Linked DNA regions of Mus musculus: all the other regions are linked to region 1. The links are chromatin contacts, called in public HiChIP or PLAC-seq and promoter capture Hi-C maps. All regions are on one chromosome and are shown on one strand. The core of a region is the stretch at or near the end of the contact, and the rest is flanking DNA. Distances in the headings are between cores, read along the strand shown. Region 1 holds the start of Adi1 (acireductone dioxygenase 1). Region 2 overlaps Myt1l (myelin transcription factor 1-like). Region 3 has its middle 71 kb from the start of Gm31650. Region 4 has its middle 96 kb from the start of Gm31650. Region 5 has its middle 85 kb from the start of Gm31569.

Region 1 (3,768 bases), core at 488-2,987:
TATGAGTACTGTAGCTGTCTCAGGCACACCAGAAGAGGGCATCAGATCCCATTATAGACGGTTGTGAGCCACCATGTGGTTGCTGGGAATTGAACTCAGGATCTCTGGAAGAGCAGTCAGTGCTCTTAACCGCTGAGCCATCTCTCCAGCCCCTACCTATTCTTTAAGGTCCAAAGCCAAGGACACGCACTTCACGACTGGATCTCCAAAGGCTGACAGAACTAATCTGAAACCCTACATGAAACTACTAGCAATGAATTTAGTGACATTTAACTTTGTTTTACAATGAAGTGCATATTTTATTATCATGGAACAACACACCAACACACAGGCATCAATATATTTTATGTGTCTGTATGAGTGCTTGTATGTCTGGGCACCACTCTAGTGTCTGGTGTCCACAAAGGCCAGGAGAGAACATGAGACCCCCTGGAACTGGCTGAATGCGCCCCTTCCTAATGTGGAAACTTCACCCACAGGATGACGTAAGAGGTGGGCCTCCTGGCTCCCGGTGGGGTCACAGCTGCTCCTGATTGAGATGAGTGGCTCTACTGCCCTGAGGAGCTGTTTAAGGTTTCATAGAAGTCAGCTATGAGGGGGCCTTCACCAGACACCCAAAGCACCTAATCGGGTTCCAGTCTCTACTGGGCAGCCAGTTCCTGTTGTTTACAGATCTGGTGTAGATACAAAGTCCTGAGTGTGACTCCTAATCTAAGGTATCCGTGATGATCGAAGGAAGGGACGAAGGCAGTATTCCAAAAGCTCTTTCACTCCAACGTTGTAGTCATAAGGGGCCTTTCTGTCACCCTGCTCTGTCCCCTTTCCCTAGCAACTTCTGCCGTGGGAGCAAAGACTAACTCAACAGGAATGCCAGAGGCCTTGCTGACCCCAACCCCACAACCCTGAAGCCATGCTTGCTGATCCAGGACAAAATTGCATCACCAAGTCCGTCCCATGCAAAGCCTTGATTTCATATGTGCACAACCCAGATTCTTCTCCAATCACCTATTTCCCCCGCTTCCTATCCCAAAAATATCCTCCTATTACTTGCAGACATGGATTTGAGCGTCGTTCCCACCTTAACGTGGCCACCCGACCTGTGGACGCTGCTTCAGCTGTGAGCACAGCATGTGGTGAGCAGGCCTTCATGGTTTTTAAGGGGCATGACTCTGCAAAGGACTCATCAAACGTTCCTCAGGCATGGCTCCAAGGCCAGTTGGTTTGCACTTCATTTTGACCATACCAATGCACACAGGCTAGATCCAGTTACCCCTCCACTAACCCCAGATTCTCTGCGGCTTTCCTGTGTTTGAACTGCGTTACCCGTGACACTACCATGTGACTGGCAGCTGGCCGTGCGTTTGCAAACACTAGCTGTGAACGCGCGCGAGTACCAAGAGGAAAGCAGGCGCCACCAGCCCAAAGCCTTCTCTGCAGTTATGGAAATCTCTGGAAACGGCGGCCTTGCTGAGCTTGCGCAGCACCCTAGCCCCCATCCCCACCCCCACCCGGCCCACCCCGTCACGGCGTGCGCGTGCGCAGGCGCGTGGTGCTCCGGCCTGCACTCGTACCTTCCAATAGAGCACTCCGAGCGTGCGCAGCTGCTCCAGGCTCACGGGGCGGTCGGGCTGTGCGCGGTGGGGCTTCCGCGGGTCGGCGGTGGACTCGTCCATATACCAGGCCTGCACCATGGTGGCGGCGGCGGCTTCCACTAACTGGCTGGAAGGGGCGTTGCTTGAAGGAGCCCCAACGGTGGTGGGCGGGGTGTAGGGCGGAGTTGTCGGGAGGGCGTGACCGCTCAGGTAGAATTCAGGACCAGGAAAGGCGTCTCACCCTCTGGAGAAGGTGGTGGCATATCCACAGCCTCCTCGGCAGTTATGTGTCTACCCTGTTTTCCTTGCAAATGCTATGATAAAATATTCTTACAAAGGCAGCTTTCAGGCAGAAAGGGTTTACTTGGCTCACAGTTCCAGGTTAAATTCCATCATTCGGGGCAGCAGAATTGTCAGAAGAGGAACTTGAAGCAGCTAGTTCATAGCCAAGAGCAGAGAGAAATGAATGCATGTGTGTTCACTAGTGCTCGGACCCTTTCTATACTTTCTTTTTAAATTAATGCAATCTAGATAGTCCCCCATAGACAGGCCACAGGCCAACCTGATCTAGACCGTTTCTCATTACTACTCACCTCCTAGGTGATTCTAGCTATGTTAACATGACTGTTAAAATAAACCCGTCATGGTGCTGAAAAGATGGCTCGAGCAGTTAAGGGCATCTGTTGCTCTTTCAGAGAACCCAGATGCAATTCCCTGCAGCCACTTGGTAGTTCACAACCACCCATAACTCCAGTTCTGGGGGATCTGCTGCGCTCTTCTGAATTCTGTGGCTATGTTCACACGTGTTGCATATCCAAGGCAAAACGCTTCTAAATAAACCTAAAATAAGTAAATGAAACTAACCTCCATGCTATCCGAAGGTGCAGCACAGATTAAAGATGGGTGTTTCTTCAAAATCTGATTAAGAAAGTCCCATGGGGGGGGGGGGGGCTGGAGAGATGGCTCAGTGGTTAAGAGCACTGACTGCTCTTCTGAAGGTCCTGAGTTCAATTCCCAGCAACCACATGATGGCTCACAACCATCCATAACGAGATCTGGCGCCCTCTTCTGGGGTGTCTGAAGACAGCTACAGTATACTTACATATAATAAGTAAATAAATCTTAAAAAAAAAAAGAAAGAAAGAAAGAAAAAAGAAAGTTCCATTGGTGGGACTTAGACCTCATAATATGATGCTAATTCGTTAACTGCAAACGGCAAGGGTGTTATAAAGAGTAAGAACAACAAATGGCTGTCATCTCAGGGTTGGGTAACAGGACCACACAAGATTTTAACAAATAGGGAGGTTTGTGGAATAGTGGCCCTTGGTGGGATAGCCATCTTTGATAGAAAAAAATTACCGTAGTTTAAAAGTATGACAACTGAGGACCAGATAGCTTTAAAGAATTTTTTGTGCTTGTCAGTGGTGGCGCACACCTTTAATCCCAGCACTTGGGAGCCAGAGGCAGGCAGATTTCTGAGTTTGAAGCCAGCCTGGTCTACAGAGTGAGTTCCAGGACAGCCAGAGCTACACAGAGAAACCCTGTCTCAAAAAACCAAAATTCAAAAACCAAAAAAAAAAAAAAAAGAAAAGAAAAAGTCCACAGCAAGTGCTAAGGCAGGGGTTTGAACTCAGGAAGCCTCACCTAAAATTCTGCTTAAAAAGCTGCTAAAATACAGAGCAAGAAGCAAAACCTTTGTTCAGCTGTAGAAATAAGAGTCTTGAGTCAGGAAGGCTGCCTGCCCCTTGCCTGCTTCTGGCTAGAGCAACACAGCGGGATCCCCGAGCACTGTGTGTTGGCTTCTGTCTTATGCAGAGATCAACTGGGATGAGAGAGGGCAGCAGGTTCATGCCAAGAGCATCATACTTTAGAAAAGTAAGTCGGTCAAGATGCCCCAAGGAATTGGGGGTGGGGGGCTCCGCATTTGCCAGCACCAGTTCAAGGAGAATCATGGAAAACAGCCCTCCTCCATCTCCCGCAGCATCCTGCCCATGAGAGTTCTCCTTTGAAGGAGACTCCTCTGAACTTGAACTGTTTCTTCCAGAATAGCCAGCAGCAGCCCAGAATCATGTTTCATGACCAGAATTTATTGCCCCAGTTAAGAACTGAGAGAGAACAGTTGAGATGTTTTGAAAGACAGCTAGTCTCCATCATTGCAAACCAGTCTGGGCTGGTC
Region 2 (3,768 bases), core at 596-3,095, 970 kb before region 1:
GAATCATACAACATATATACATGTACATACAAAAGCAGAGATGTGCCCTCTTATAGATGCTCATAAGTTCATGCTACAGATTCACTTCATACCACATGCATACACACAATCACATATACATGACAGAAGATGTGCACACCTATACATGCATGCTTCCACTATGCATGGACAGCAATCATGCACGAAAACATCACATGCCCCACAAACATACAACACATATCATATATGCACACACATATGCTTGCATACATGAAGTCCATTTATACACTCACAAACTACGTTTTGAGCCTTTTGAAAACAGGCTGCCCAAATCATAACAACTTAAATGTAAATACTTCAATATTTGTCCTTTAAGGGGAAAAAAACCCTGTATTTTCCTACATAATATATGGATTACTTTAAACAGAAAAATTGTGTGTGTGTGTATATATATATATATATACATATATATATTTGATGGTCGATATTTATAGCTCCCCACTTGTCCATCCATAGCTAATTTAATAAGTAAATTATAACTAATATACAAGCTACTGGCCCCTTTAGTGTTCTCAGGAATTTTTGCCATTACTTTTGCTACTCTTCCATTCCACAACTATTTCTCGAGCGTTATATTTAAAACCACTTTACTTAAATAAGTTGAGACTCTGCCCTTAAGATTATCACTCTATTATCAAGTAAATGAATAGTGTAATATGTAATCTCCTAATGATGATTTTGTAATTTAAGTTGTAATTTAGAATTTTAGGGGTCGGAATGTTTGTGAGATGTGAGAGCTACAGGGAAGGCAGGCACACAAATGTGTTGTTAGCCAAGATGACATCTTCTGTCCTTTTATTTATTCTCTCCTCCCTCCCTCCCTCCCTCCCTCCCTCCCTCCCTCCCTCCCTCCCTCCCTCCCTCCCTCCCTCCCTCCCTCCCTCCCTCCCTCCCTCTCTCCCTCCCTCCCTCCTGCCCTGTAACCCGTCCTTCTTCCTTCCTTCTTTCTTCTCTCCTTCCCCTTCCTTTTCCTTCACTCCTCTCTCCCTCCACTCTTTCACCTTCCCTTTCTTTTCCTCCTATCCTTCCTTTTTTCTCCCTCTCTCCTCCCTCCCTTCCCAGACTTCTCCATCTTTCTTATCCCTTGTGGCTATCACCACCATACCTTGATTTGTTTTCCTTATTTCCTAACTCAGATTTTAACCATTCAAATCAACTAGAGTCTGTGCATCAACAATCAGTGTCAAATGGGATTCTGAAAACATCCCTGTGGCCTGATGTCCAGGGAACAACTGTGACCTTGCTTTTCATGGCCAGAGTTCAAGTCCAAACGCCTCATTCAGGAGCTTCTGGTCTCTACAGGTAAAGTTGAACTGCTTATGTCTCTCAACTCAGAGTGCCTAAGGGGCACATTAGGGACTTACTTGAAAATACTTCCGGGTTACTTATAAAGTTTGTTTTGACTAAGAAAGGCATTTGCATGTTTCAGACGTAAAAAAGCAAGTGATGAATGAATGAAGAAAAATAATGAGAAATTTCTCGCTGGCTTCTGAATTATCTGCAGAAGCACACACAAACATTTCTACTGGCGTCTTGTCATCCCTAGATGCTTTATGCAAATATAAGCAAATGTACACATGTGTGCAGCCAGAGCCTTACTTCTCTTCTGCATCTTGCATTTTTCTTTGACAAAACGTCCTTGAAATCCTCCTGCAGTGCCTCACGGAGCACCACTTCATTTTTGACACAGCTGTGAAGTGAAGGCACTCTGATTGGAAAAGCTGAGCACACAGCACGGATATAAATCAGTGTGGCTCTGCCTCAGTCTTTTATGGTAAAGCCAGTGAGTCTTGGTTCTTCATGAATAGTAATGAGAGGGCCTGGGCTGTGTGCAGCCATGGAGCTACATGAATCAGGCACTGCTGTGTGGAATGATACCAGCCCTGTGACATGGTACCTTCCCACACAAAACGGATGAGAACGTTCCTTCATCCTAGGTCCCCCGAGCTCACACCTCCATCTTTATCTTATACCTCTGCCCTCGCTGAGACCTTCTGTGGCTCCTGCTGGATTCTGTCCAGCGGACTCCCTCTCATCCCTATCTCTCAGCGTAGCTCCCACATCCCTGATTCCCCAGCACTTGCCTAGATGATGGGGAATCTAAGTAATTGGCCAGAAGAGTCTTCCAAGAAGCTTCCACAGATGCGCATTTCTCCTGCTTTGGTACCACATGGCAACTGCCACTTCAGCTGCTCCACATTTCTTTCTATGGTGTGTTTAGCTTTTGAATATATACATTAAAGGATACCCCCAGCCCCAAATTCAACAGTTCAACACCAATAGCTCTCCAGCAGAATTATAGTTCCATTTTCCCATCTAGTATCTGGTATGCAGTACTGGCTTGAAGACACCAAATGAATGTATAGCATACATTTGTGTGTAGGAGAGACATGGAATAATTTATCTAAAGATGTTTTATTGTAGAAGAAGAGAAGCATCTATCTAATTTTGTTATAGGCAAACTTCTTTCTCTTCCTGTACTGCTACAAGAAGCAATGAGTTAAGAAGCTGAAGAAACAGGGAACCTGCAATCAGTGGATCATCATGTGTGGATCTCAGGATGTGCACTGTGTTAAGTGCTCAAGGCCAAGATTAGAAAGAGATGATGCTTCCAGGAGGCTGCAGGGGAAGGGTATTGCAGAGAAGGCTGGGAGTAAGAAGTGTGGCTCCTTTGACCTTTGACCCCTAGCTACAGACACTGATGACAAAGACAGTTCAGAGGATATGCATCCTGCTATTCACATGAGTAATATTTACCAGTGGTCATCCTGACAGCTCCTCCTAGTGTGAAATTCATAGTAGCATCTGTCTTACTGGAAAGTCATCCATTCATTGCTGAGATCAACCACCCACATGCCATACAGAGCAAGCCACGTACTAAGAGCTGGAGCACAGATAAGCCCTGTGTTTCCCTGCAGGAGCTTCAAGCTCTGCACAGGTCTCCTTGGTCTGAGAACACTGGTGATATAACAAAAGCAAGACAGAGTGTGAGGTCTGGCATGGGGTCCTCACTCCACCAGGAGGCCTCCCCTAAGCTGCTTCTTTGTAAAAGCTGTGGTGACCAGATCCACCTCCCTAACAGTCTTGTAAGAGCTCGAGGCACCAGGTGGTGACCCACTCCAGGTGGTGATGGAGGAGGCCAGGACTGGATACCACCTTCTGTGTCTCATGAATCAACACCATGCTCTCTAGGCTTTTTCTCAATTGCTGACAATAAATGATGATTACCCTTTACTGGATGGGGGAATCTGAGACTCAAATTCTATGAGGTGAAGGCAGTAGTACTTGTCCCTTGGTCTGACCTCTTGGGATATGCTGCCCTTCTGTCTTCAGCCACCTATGCTGCCCTGTGTCTGGAAGCCCATTCTTCCTGAAGTGGAGTGACATCAGTGTTCCCTGAAGGTTGTTCCCTCGCTCATGCATGGAGCTACAAAATAATACAGAATATGTTGCATGCAGGGGAGTTAGCTGCCGATCTATGTTTCCACTAAAAATCTGTGCTTCAAATTTTTATCTTCAATAAAGTAGCCTTTGAAAATGTCTATGGTATCATATAGAGTGATTCCTGAAATTAACCCTTTTAGAAAACTTGTGATACAGGAGAATTTGAAAATAACTATCTTTTGTGACTAGTGTTTTATTGACTTTGTATCTTTCTATTTGTTTTCCTATTACATAGTATTTGGGAAAACAGGCCAAGTGCATTCTGTTATAGCAAGTCATGGGATA
Region 3 (3,768 bases), core at 557-3,056, 690 kb before region 1:
AAAATATCTTATTATTAAAAATAATAATAGGAGTTGAGTTTGAACTAGAAACAGCCAGCCAGCCACCACCACTAAGCTGGTTCCTCTGTGCAGAGTCTAGGAATCAGGGCGAGGCTGCCCTGAGATAGACTCTCAGAAGCTTCTCCATCTACTTCTACACCCTAGGAGCAAACTGAGAACTACAGACTGGCCTAGCAGCTCTGTGAGTGGCTGTGGGTTCAAAGCCATGCCTCCCAGCTTAGATGACCTTTCTCCTCAGCCGTCTAATCACCTCAGTGACCTCAGACCTCTGGTACAATGGGACACAGAGGAGGCTTGCAGCTCCCACAAACCAGGTCTAGACACAAACCTGGTGTCCAGCCATCTCTCCTCCCCGCCTCACCTTCATTTCTGTTTCTGACCACCACCCCTAGCTCTGCTGTTGTTGATGGACAGCACTTGGGAACTATCTGTCTTCAGTGTGAGAAGAACTAGCTTGACCAAACAACCACAGTGCCCAGCCCTCTCATCCAGCCCGTTAGCCAGTGTTTCTAAAGAGGAGGAAAATAAGGCCTGGCAAGTCATGATGGCTTTCTAGGCCAAAATTAGGGACAGGGTGGGTGGTCACTGGAACACTGGCACCAGTGAATGCTGCACCCCAAAGTGTAGCCTGGATGAGGATGAGTGAGACTGAGAGCTCACGGCATCCCTGAATTCTGTAGGCAGCACAGGTTGCATTGTCAGGGTAGTTGCTAGGACCTGGTTTGTGAGAAAGGCCATCTTTGTGGCATTGGCTCTGGAAACTCCTTAGGTAAGAGCTGGGGACCTCCCACTCTCATGACTGGACTGGTTATATCTAATCTCACCTTTGCAATAATGAATGCTTGCTTATCCATTGCCCAGGTGGTATGCACAACTGAGAATAGCTCTCAGAAGACCACCCTTTGTTCTGGAAAGAAGGTTCTCTGTGTGTGTCCCCAGGGGTCTGTGAAATTTAAGCTTCTGTCCAAAACATGGGCCTGAGGTTTGACATCAACTTCTAGAAGAACAAGAGATCCCACATAAGCCCGCTCCAGGGTCTGTGTATCATTAGGAGGTGTGGTGAAAGGCAGGGATGCATGCACAAGCAGAGGGGCTGCATCTCAGTGGAGAAGAAAACTTGGAAACGGACAAGGCATGTCCAGACCTTCTACTGAGCCCACCCCCCAGTGTGCACAAAACCTGGCCTGGGGGGATGCAGTGACCCCTCGGCTCTCTAACCAGCTCAGTGAGCTCAGACCTCTGATACAATGGGCAGCAAAGGAGGCTTGCAGCTCCCACAAACCAAGTCTAGACACTTGGTCTCCAGACACTCTGACTGCTGCCTCCAGTCTCCTCTCAGCGCTAGCTTCCTGACACCCCCACCAACACCCCACCCCCACCCTGGCCCGAGCTGTGGCGAGGAAGCTTGCATCCTTTCTTCACGTACCTGAGACCCTCTTCTCCTCCCTTTCTGGTGAGGTGAGAGAATGACCTGAATAAAGACAAAGAGGTAAGGGGTCTTCCCCACACCCACGAGATTGCCTGGGCCCATTTGCTGCATGGATGTCTGACAGCCCAGAGAGATCAGACAGCTGAACGCCCTTGCTGTCCTGGAAGAGGCGGGGAAGCCTCTGCATTGCTGTTCCAGGAATCCGCTCTGGAAAAAAGCCGCTGCCAGCTCTGAGTTCATTAAATGGCTTCTGCCGTATTAATCTTTTGTTTCTGCTTAATGGAGGTTACAGTGAATGGGAGGAGGTGAGTTCCCAGGGCACAGGGCTCAGTGTGGAATCACCATGGGAACGGCAGCTTGATCTCCATTGGGTGACTAGTTCCCGAGGCCCACTCAACATCCTCTTTAAGGGCTCAGAGTGCAGGCTGTACCCTGTTCATCAGTCTGCAGGCCAAAGGGAACAGAAGCAAACAGATCTGCAGGTCACTGGCTACCACGCAGCACTGGCCCCGTTCGTGCCCTTCTTGTCCCGGAGGGCTCTGCTAGTACCAGAGGGAAAACGCTGAGTCAGGAGCTTTCTGGCGAGCAAAGAGCATGTCCGTGGCCCTGCTTTCCCGGCAGACATTTTCTGAGCACGGAGGGCGAATCCAGCTGGCAGAGGAGCCGGGTTAACTAACCAGAGCCTGCAAGCCACAGGACCAGGGCTACATAGGGAGGCAGAGAATCAGAATCAGGGAAGCAGCAATAATCCCTGAGAAATACAACCCAGCAGCCCAAGGCATCCTGGGAACCAGAAGCGACTGAGAGTGGGCACAGTTGCTATGGTTTAACTGATCCTTAAGGACTGATGGGCGCTCGAGTTGTTTAATTCTGTTTTCTTTCCCCAGGTGTTTTCTTTCAGGTTCTTCTTAGAGCCTGAAAGCTGAACCAACAGTGCTGATACAGGAACAGGCAGGACCAAGGCCAGGGACAAGGGGCATGGAACTGAGAGAGAAGCTGGCTTTTCCAACTATAGGGACCCCACCTCTCTCTCTCTCTCTCTCTCTCTCTCTCTCTCTCTCTCTCTCTCTCTCTCTCTCTCTCTCTCTCTCTCTCTCTCTCTCTCTCTCTCTCTCCCTCCCTCCCTCCCTTTCTCCCCTTCTTTCCGTTCTTCTTTCTTTCTCTTCCTTCCTTTTTTTAAATTGGGTATTATTTTTTAATTTGCATTTCAAGTGTTATCCCCTTTCCCAGTTTCCTCTCTGGAAACCCCCTTTCCCATCCTCCCTCCCCCTGCTTCTATGAGGGTGTTCATCCACCCACCCACTCCCACCTCTCCGCCCTGCCATTCCCCTACACTGGGGCAGCGAGCCTTCACAGGACCAAGGACCTCTCCTCCCATTGATGCCAGACAAGGCCATTCTCTGCTACATATGTGACTGGAGCCATGGGTCCCTCCACGTGTACTCCTTGGTTGGTGGTTTAGTCCCTGGGAGCTTTTGGGGGGGGGCGGGTCTGGCTGGTTGATATTGTTGTTCTTCCTATGGGGCTGCAAACCCCTTCAGCTCCTTCAGTCCTTCCCCTAATTCCTCCATCGGGGTCTCCCTGCTCAGTCCAATGGATGGCTGTGAGCATCCGCCTCTGTATTTGTCAGGCTCTGGCAGAGCCTATCAAGAGACAGCTATATCAGGCTCCTATCAGCAAGCACCTCTTGGCATCCTCAATAGTGTCTGCATTTGGTGGTTGTATATGGGATGGATCCCCAAGTGGGGCACTCTGGATGGTCTTTCTTTTACACTTTCCTTCCTGCTCCACACTTTGTCTCTGTAAGTCCTTTAAACAGGAGCAATTCTGGGGTAAAATTATGAGAAGGGTGGGTGGCCCCATCCCCTACTGGGGGCCTTGCCTAACCTCTGGATATGATCTCTACAGGTTCTCCTTCCCCTTTGTTGGGCATTTCAGCTAATCTCATCCTTGTTGGGTCCTGGCATCTGGAACTTGCTGGTGGCTAACCCCAGCTCCCCATCCCCCATTGCTATACACCTCCATTCAAATTCCTGACCATCTATATATCATCCTCATTTCCTCCCATACCTGATCCTGCCCAGTTAGAACATTTTACCCTGATCGTCTAACTGCAGTCACCTCTGGTCCTGCGGACTGGAGTTTTGCTGTAAGAACTTAGGATGAACACAGTTCAGCCAGGCACATCTAAGCTCTAAGCCTCTATTCCTCTACCTAGGGAGCTCAGAGCCCTGTCATGTGCTCTCCTGTCTGCCAAGACCACCCTTAGGGGCTTTGGCTTGCTTCTTGATCTCATGGCCTCAAGTTCCAGGATATAA
Region 4 (3,768 bases), core at 797-3,296, 670 kb before region 1:
GGAATTTGGAGCATGTTGAAGGATTTGTAGAAGCTACATAGTCCAGGTACTGTGGACTTTATGTTGGAGGTCTCTAAAAACCCAGAATGAATCTCTGTTGTGCCAATAACTAGGTGCATGCACACACACAGTCAGAGTTTAACAGGGAGGAAGGCATCCTAGAACAGATGGGGCAGTCCGGAGCCAGTATACACCCCAGAAGCTCTGGCACTACCTACAACCACATATTCCATCTCTGATAGTAACCTTGTGCCTTACTGACCCAGGGTATGTCTTCTACTGCCTGGAAGGGACCTGAGAATTATGTCAAAGCGTCTCCATCCCTGTAGATGCTGGAGGTACATAACTCTAAATGGTCACCTGAAAGCAAGGAACTGTATGTGGTACTCACACCATCAGGACCAAGGCCTGGGGTGAGTAGTCAGTGATGAAACAATGCCAGAAGATGGCAGTAAGCTCTGTTTCCTCAGATCTTGCATCATGGGAAAGAATTGTGTCCCTATCAAGTCCTTACCTTTCCCTGAATGGAAGGAACCCTCCTGGAGGAGACAAGTGGCTTTCCTGTGTCCTGGGAATCTCATAATGTAAAGGGATTTCCAAATGATGCCCCCCAACAGGAAAGGGAGTCTGTCTCAGGGACAAATCATCGGAACAACCAGTACCAATGTGAGTGTGTGAGCTGCTCACCTGGTACCTTCTTATCCTCATGGACCAGGCAGCCGGGGTCAAAGGGTGCGACCTATGAGCTGCAGCTATAGATTCAGCACTGTGATGGACTCCATGTCTGTAATAAGGGCTCAAAGTTCAGGGGTTGCAGCACCCAGCAGGAAACTTAGCTTCCCTGAAAAGTATCCACCAGGGCTGCCATATAAATTCCTGGCCTGGTATGTTCCCTTGGCAGCCAGGAGTGCATATTTGAAGCCCCAGATTCCCAGCAATGACATCACACTTGCTCCTCCGAGGACACAGTAACTCTAATGTACCCCCAGTTCCCAAGTATCACCTCCACTCAGTTCTCTAGGGCCCTGCAGTGAGCCGAGCTAGGAGGCATAACTGACATCCACTGAATCAGCTACCACACATCAGCGCTTAGTAGGTATACCTTCTAAATGATCCATCACCCAGCGCCATGGCAACACTTAGTAGGTGCTCAGAAGGGTGATTACAAAAGACAATCACCATAAGGCTTGAAAAACTGCTCACGCAGTAAGAGGGTCTCATACTGAACAATTATTTACCTATTATAAGAAAGCGGAACCAAGGTGGAATTTGTTATTGAGAGTGGCCATTGAATGGCCATGTGTTGTGTATAATAAATGTGTTCACATCAGCAAAGTAAATTCACAGGCTATTATAAAATTTGAAATAAGCTTGATAAGAATGGTCCAGGCTTAAAAGAAAAAGTATCTCCAAAAGAAGTATTGACAATTGAATACTAACTGGGTGCCTGAGAAGATGGTTCAGTGGGTAACGTGCTGGCTGTGCCTGAGAAGTATAGTGTAGCTCCCCAGGGCCTACATAAATGCTGAATGCTCTACGAGGCTAGCTACATTATCCTAAGCAGTAGCCTCTGAGTTCAAGTGAGAGATCTTGTGTTAACATATAATATGGAGTGCCATTAAAAAAAAATACACCTGAGACAAACCACTGGCTTTCATATGTATACACACACCCACAACACACTTGCACACATATCACATTATGCACAGACATTAAGAAAAAAAAAACCCTCTAAATGAGGCACAGTGACTCACAGAGACCAGCATCACCCCAGGGATGAATGGGACTTGCCTCCCACAAATCACAGTTTGTGTGTGTCCCTAGGGGAAACACTCAGAGTTGCTGGTAGTTCTGAAAATTAATGGATGATTTTAGCCCACAGGGAAACACAGAGGCAGCATCTCCCAGCATCTACTTAGCATTTACTTTTCCAAGTGACAGCCCTTCTCCATATTTCCTTCTTGTAATTGTTCAAAAGATACAAAGCCGAGAGCCCGCACTGTCGGTGCTGTAAACAGCCCGACGCCATGGGAAGCGAGCCACCCTGGCCGCTGATCCATACACAGCTGTGTTCTGAATGGGAATTCTCCTTGCATCTGCATCCTGCTTGACAGCAGCGCCTGGCAGGTTTTATGTGCAGCATTGGCCTTGAAATGCCATCACCCCCATTAAGTGAGCAGTGCAGAAAACATCGAGGGTCCTCAGGCTGAGAAGGGTGTTCAGGGCCAGGAGCTGAACATTCTTTGCTTCTCCCACATGGAAATATCCTTGTGCATTTTTAAATGTAACTCCGGTTGGCCCGCCTCCATCTCGAGTATAAAGCTTGTTCCAAGGATGAGACACACATGGTTCTTTCTCCCAATTTCTCATGCTGGAGTTATCCTTGGCATCAGTTCCAACATCCATCCCTCTCCCCAGTACAGCCCCCAGATCAAGGACCTGCAATCCCCACACTATATATCACAGAAATATGACCTCTCTGTTTTTAGTGCAGAGGCATTGGAAGTGCACCCTGCCAGGCAGCTGTGGTGGGGCAGTGAGGTGAGGGTATAGGGGGAAGGCATGGTGAAGGCTCTATCCCTTGCCAAATTTAAGGTGAACCTCCTCTTCTGGTCAGCTAGTGACAGCACCCATGGCAGGGACCTGATTCTCACCCCACACTGGCTTCCTGTCCTCCCCATCCTCCCTCTCCGCCACCTTCGATACCAGTGTCCTCCTGGGGCTGGAGGAGAGCACAAGGAGTCCTAGCCTTTTCCTTCCAGGCCCCAGTTAAACAAGCCCATCAGAGCCTTGAAAGCTCTCTCTGCCCTTCCTGCCTCTTCCTTTCATCTGAAGCCTGCTCCACCTCCTGGGCATCTGCAGAAGCCTCTCTGCTTCCTGGAGAAGCGAGCTGAGCTCTTTGTCCATTGGCTAACTTGTGCCTTGGTCAGAAAAAAAGATGGAGGCTCAGTGCAAGGCTCTGCCCTGTTTCCTGTACTCTCTGCCCTGCTCCCCTCTCACCCCACCAGGGCATATTGGCATATAACCACCCTTCCTTCAGTCTGCTCCTGTCATGGTGGATAGGCTGTTAATCCTTCAAAAATCCCACTGTGGGGTGTGTGTGTGTGTGTGTGTGTGTGTGTGTGTGTGTGTGTGTGTGTGTGGTCTCTGTGTGGCTACATTTTTATGTGTGGGCACATATGCATTCATATTAGGTCAGAATATAACCTTAGGTTTGGTTCTCAGAATGCTTACTGCTTTAAAAGCTTATTTTTACCCATGTATGTAAGGGATCTCTGTAAAAGTGTCTGCCACACAGTGTGGGTACCTGTAGAAGGCAGGAGTGAGCACTGGATCCCTTGGAGCTGGAAATAGTTGTGAATCACCCAGTTTGAATGCTGGGAACAGAACTCCATATTCTGGAAGAATAGCAAATGCTCTTTAACTGGCTGAGCCTTCTCTCTAGACACTCTCCTTGTTGCTCCTGTTCCTCCTCCTCCTCTTCCTCATACTTCTTGTTTGGTGTGTGTATTTGTTTTGTTTTGTTTGTGGGTGTTTTGTTTTATTTTGGTTTTGTTATGTTTTGTTTTGCTGAGTAGCTTATTGGCCCGGAGCTGGGCTTGCAAGCACATACCATCATGCCTGGCTTTTTTTTATATGGGTTTTGAGGTTGAAATTCAGGTCCTTATTCTTGCAAGGCAAGAACTTTATCTTCCAAGTCATGTCCCCATCTGGGTATTTGTCTTTTAAAAGCACAATGAAGGAGCTGTGTGTCTGGCACGGGTCTGT
Region 5 (3,768 bases), core at 658-3,157, 620 kb before region 1:
GCATGAAAATGATAACTGTGAGCCCATGTTTGTTATATCATTGCTATTAGCCTTAATTACAATGCTATATAGTACAGCTGATATTATTTCACCTTTCCTTGAATTATCCCCTGGTCTCCCTCTCTCCAACTTCCCACCTCTGTTCCTGGCTGTCGAAACCACAATTACTGTTTAATACCATGGGTTGTACTTCTTTGGAACCCACACATTAGCAAGCTCATGCAATACTTGTCTTTCTGTGTCTGGCTCATTCTACTTAAGACAAAGCGCCCCAAAGATTCATCTATGTCATTGCTGGTTATAGAATCCCCTCTTTTACTAAGGCTAAATAATAATTCAGTGTGTATATACATCACACTTCCTATCCATTTATCTATTGATAGATATTTAAGTTAATTCCTAATCACTTTTTAAAATGTGTGATAGAGGACATGCTAGTTTCTTAACCAACACATTTCCTAATGTATGTTTATATATCAAGACACCATGTGCATACCATAAATACATACACAAAATGTATTATTTAAAATTACAATTCCAAGACTTGGAGTAGCTCAGTGGGAAAGTGCTTGCTTTGCATATGTGCAAGAACTTGATTTGATCCTCAGCACTGAAAAAAAAATTAAATTTTAATTAAAAAACAGAAACAGGACTGGGGAAATAGTTCAGTAAGAAGAGTACATAGTTACACACAAACACACACACACGTACAAAATTAAATTTCAAAGGATGAGTTTTCAGATTGTATATTTCAAGTTTAGAATTAATTCTCAGATGACCGGAGCTCCTTGAAGTTTTGACTATGTCGTCTTCGTTCCGCTATTTTATTTATTTATTTATTTATTTATTTATTTATTTATTTATTTATTTAGAGAGACAGGGTCTTCGTTCATCTATGTTTGTTTGTTTGTTTGTTTGTTTGTCTGTTTTGAGAGACAGGGTTTCTCTGTATACCCCTGGCTGTTCTGGAACTCACTCTGTAGACCAGGCTGGCCTCGAACTCATAAATCTTCCTGCCTCTGCCTCCCAAGTGCTGGGATTAAAGGCATGTGCCACCACTGCCCAGCCAGCTGTATCTTAATTAACTTCATAGTTTTATATTCTTATTGTTTGTAAATTTCTTATTTTGATTAATATTTCCTCAGGATGACCTTGGAATTTTAGCCTAGTGCTAGCTAACTTTGTGGAAAGGCAGGTGGTTTTGTTTCGGTTTGATTTTGGCTTTTTGTGACAGGATTGATCAGGTTCCCAGGTTTTCAGCCAAAATTCGGGGTTTCGGGGGGTTGGGAGAGGATGCCAGGGAAGACTACAAGGAAATGCCCAGCAAGACTACATCCGGGCTTCTAGTCTCCGGCACTGAGGAACTACATTTCCCAGCAGGCAAGGCAGCAGGCCAGTTTTTTGAAGAAAGAAATGGTCTCAGACCTGCGTGTCCTGCACAGGGACCAAGGCGGCTTCTACTAGAGGAATTATGGAGTACACTTCCCAGCATGCACGGCTCCAGGGCGTTGCCGCTCTGAAAAGGAGCCCCTTAAACTACAATTCCCAGTATGCATTGCAAGGAGCCCCGCCAGGGAGCCGTGGAAAGCAGAAGACTGCAGTGCCCGGCATGCAGCACATTGCCCCGGCATGCCCTGCGGCCTAGGCAGTTTCCTACTAGGGCAGAGTTGCAAGAGGGCTGTGTATGGTAGGAGGCGGCCTTTAGCTCCTCTCATTCTGTGCCTGAGGCTGACTGTTGTGGCATGCAGAGGTCCCGATTGTTTAAATAAAGAAGCAGAGCGTGCATTTTAAACACGGCTTGGTCAGCACAGCACAACCAAGAATTCTCATATAGTAACCATGCATGACGAGAAGTCTGTGTTGGAGCTCAAGGGCAGCTGGACAGCTGTTATTTCAAAACGGTCGCCTTTGATTTTGGACGGATGCCTGTACACCTGTCGTTCTGTGCATCTGTATGCAGGGTGTGAGTGCAGGACTCGAGGGTAACTGCGGCTTGAGTAGTTCCTTTCTGGGAAAGAATCCCTTATTGTTTGTAGTAGATTTTCTAGATTAGTGGGTTGTACAAGACTGCATCCACTCCTAGGCTTGTCTGACACGACAGTTCTGGTCCACTCAGCCATAATCTTTGCCTGGCTGGTTCCTGCTTCTGGTTTCTGATCAGTGCCTGTGAGTTCTGTATAAGATCCAGGTGCAGCATCTGCTCTCCCTAGCAACCTGAGGTGCCCCAACTGAAGCGGCTGCCTCCTGCTTCTTTCTGTTGGTTTTACCTGAAGAAGCTCCACATGCTAGTAGTACAAAACAGAGCTAGGGTCATGTCGACCTGTTCTTCTGAGACTGCCCCCTCCCCCGTCCCCACTCCTGAATCTGCGGCAAGCTGGGATTGTGTGCCTGCGCTTGATTCTAGTTTGGATGCAAAAACACAAGTCTGAGGAAAACACAACTATAAAACTAAATTCCACATGAATAGGAAGAGGTGTGCAGCCGCCAATTCTGCCTAGTGACCGTGCATCCTGAGTTTCATAGCTGGAATAAATTGTGAAGGCCCCTGCTAGACACTAATGAGCTTCTGATCCAGGGTGAACTTGAGCTCAAAAAGCTTCCAGCTTAGCTTCTCTGCCACTAACTGTCAAATAGAGGGCATGCGTTTTTGTTTTGCATGGGGCCTCACAAGTCATGTACCTCACAATTCGAGCTTACAGAGAATATGTCTTCCTGTGCGCCTTGGTAAGACAGGAAAACTAGTAGTGGGGAAAGCTTCCAATGATATTTTAACTGTAAAACCCTTTTGAAAAGAAAAGCATTATTCCAGGAGGTAGTCCTGTAGCTCAGGATTGCCTCATGGAATAGGCTGATCTCCCAGTCCTTCTTTCTTTCCATTGCCCTCTTGCTCTTACTATACAGATGGTGTCTGGAGGAAGATAGACCAACTAGGGAGCCTGAAGCCTCCCTGATCACCGGAGGTGAGAATTCTGTTTCCTAGGTTCTAGGTCAAGGTGATTTCAGCATTTCCAAGCATGCAGGTGCAAAGGCCCCCCCTTGCACTCCTTAACAGTTTCCTCATCTATGAATGTAGGCGAAGAACCGAAGTTCTCAGCAGAAATTAAGGGCACGCCCATGTTAAAGATTCCACAAGCCTGACTAGAACTCTATGATTGTACAGAGTTAAAAGGTTACAGATCTGTGGTCAAATTATCTTGGGTTTGCTTGACAACCTGCTGTCATCGAATCAAGCAGAACCTTTTGAGAAAGTGTTAAAGGAACACAGCCTCCGTTGACTCTAAGAATCTCATCTGAGAACATCTGAAAGCTACAACAGTTCGCCCTGCTTTTCCGTAAGCTGCCATTCTTTGCTTTCTGTTGCTGTGACAAAACATTCCGGCCAGAAGGGGAGGAAGTTACTTCAGTTTACACTTCCAGGTCAGTATCTGATGGAGGAATGTGGAATGCCAGCTTGGGCTCTGGCTGACACAGACTCATGCTTGGCTAGCTCTCTCAGACAGCATCAGACCACCTTTGTAGGGATGGTGCCACCCACAGTTGGCTGGGCCTTCTCATATCGGTCATCAGTCAGGATAGTTCCTCACAGACATGACCACAGGCCAGTCTGAGCTAGGCAATTCTTCCTTCCCCCAGCTGACTCTAGATTTTGTCAAGTTAAAAATAACCCAGCAGTGGGAAGCTTGGGTCTAAAAGGAACAACAGGCTGGTGTGGGAAGCTGAGAGGTTCAGGAAATGGATGGTGGTGGTCACTCACAGCAACCTGTGACA

The links. Promoter capture Hi-C pulls out the DNA fragments that hold promoters and counts their contacts. HiChIP or PLAC-seq counts read pairs in DNA pulled down with a chosen protein or histone mark.
Region 2: an H3K4me3 HiChIP or PLAC-seq map of embryonic basal ganglia shows a contact between it and region 1, with 4 times the contacts expected there. The contact joins the enhancer-like site here to the promoter of Adi1 in region 1. A contact is called at or near these places in 1 of 39 promoter capture datasets (embryonic stem cells), 3 of 115 datasets of contacts at active chromatin or transcription factors (differentiating embryonic stem cells, embryonic basal ganglia and embryonic stem cells) and 1 of 9 other capture datasets (adipose tissue).
Region 3: a contact with region 1 is called in an H3K4me3 HiChIP or PLAC-seq map of embryonic hindbrain, with 5 times the contacts expected there. The contact joins the enhancer-like site here to the promoter of Adi1 in region 1. A contact is called at or near these places in 2 of 39 promoter capture datasets (frontonasal cranial neural crest and hippocampal neurons) and 3 of 115 datasets of contacts at active chromatin or transcription factors (astrocytes, embryonic hindbrain and embryonic midbrain).
Region 4: a promoter capture Hi-C map of hippocampal neurons shows a contact between it and region 1, with 2.3 times the contacts expected there. The contact joins the enhancer-like site here to the promoter of Adi1 in region 1. A contact is called at or near these places in 4 of 39 promoter capture datasets (embryonic stem cells, frontonasal cranial neural crest, hippocampal neurons and 1 more) and 2 of 115 datasets of contacts at active chromatin or transcription factors (embryonic midbrain and embryonic stem cells).
Region 5: a contact with region 1 is called in an H3K27ac HiChIP or PLAC-seq map of embryonic stem cells, with 3 times the contacts expected there. The contact joins the enhancer-like site here to the promoter of Adi1 in region 1. A contact is called at or near these places in 9 of 39 promoter capture datasets (the 3T3-L1 cell line, the C10 cell line, cranial neural crest and 5 more), 3 of 115 datasets of contacts at active chromatin or transcription factors (astrocytes, embryonic stem cells and extraembryonic endoderm stem cells) and 3 of 9 other capture datasets (adipose tissue, embryonic stem cells and liver).

Annotation. Positions count from the first base shown.
Region 1 is chr12:28,673,176-28,676,943 of GRCm38.p6, reverse strand. Adi1 (acireductone dioxygenase 1) reads right to left here and starts at 1,737. Exons shown (of 4, transcript NM_134052.2): 1 at 1,572-1,737. The coding sequence starts at 1,691.
Region 2 is chr12:29,647,983-29,651,750 of GRCm38.p6, reverse strand. The region is part of intron 3 of Myt1l (myelin transcription factor 1-like); the gene reads right to left. Among named protein-coding and RNA genes, the nearest start is that of C630031E19Rik, 37 kb to the left of the region's middle. Within about 2 kb of position 1,845, at least 15 of the 459 cell types and tissues checked have an H3K27ac peak or open chromatin away from gene starts, as enhancers often do. A contact at or near this core is called in embryonic basal ganglia, where this site is marked.
Region 3 is chr12:29,366,564-29,370,331 of GRCm38.p6, reverse strand. No RefSeq gene overlaps it. Among named protein-coding and RNA genes, the nearest start is that of Gm31650, 71 kb to the left of the region's middle. Within about 2 kb of position 1,806, at least 113 of the 459 cell types and tissues checked have an H3K27ac peak or open chromatin away from gene starts, as enhancers often do. A contact at or near this core is called in astrocytes and hippocampal neurons, where this site is marked.
Region 4 is chr12:29,341,884-29,345,651 of GRCm38.p6, reverse strand. No RefSeq gene overlaps it. Among named protein-coding and RNA genes, the nearest start is that of Gm31650, 96 kb to the left of the region's middle. Within about 2 kb of position 2,046, at least 25 of the 459 cell types and tissues checked have an H3K27ac peak or open chromatin away from gene starts, as enhancers often do. A contact at or near this core is called in hippocampal neurons, where this site is marked.
Region 5 is chr12:29,288,915-29,292,682 of GRCm38.p6, reverse strand. No RefSeq gene overlaps it. Among named protein-coding and RNA genes, the nearest start is that of Gm31569, 85 kb to the right of the region's middle. Within about 2 kb of position 1,907, at least 314 of the 459 cell types and tissues checked have an H3K27ac peak or open chromatin away from gene starts, as enhancers often do. A contact at or near this core is called in adipose tissue, astrocytes, embryonic stem cells and 4 more, where this site is marked.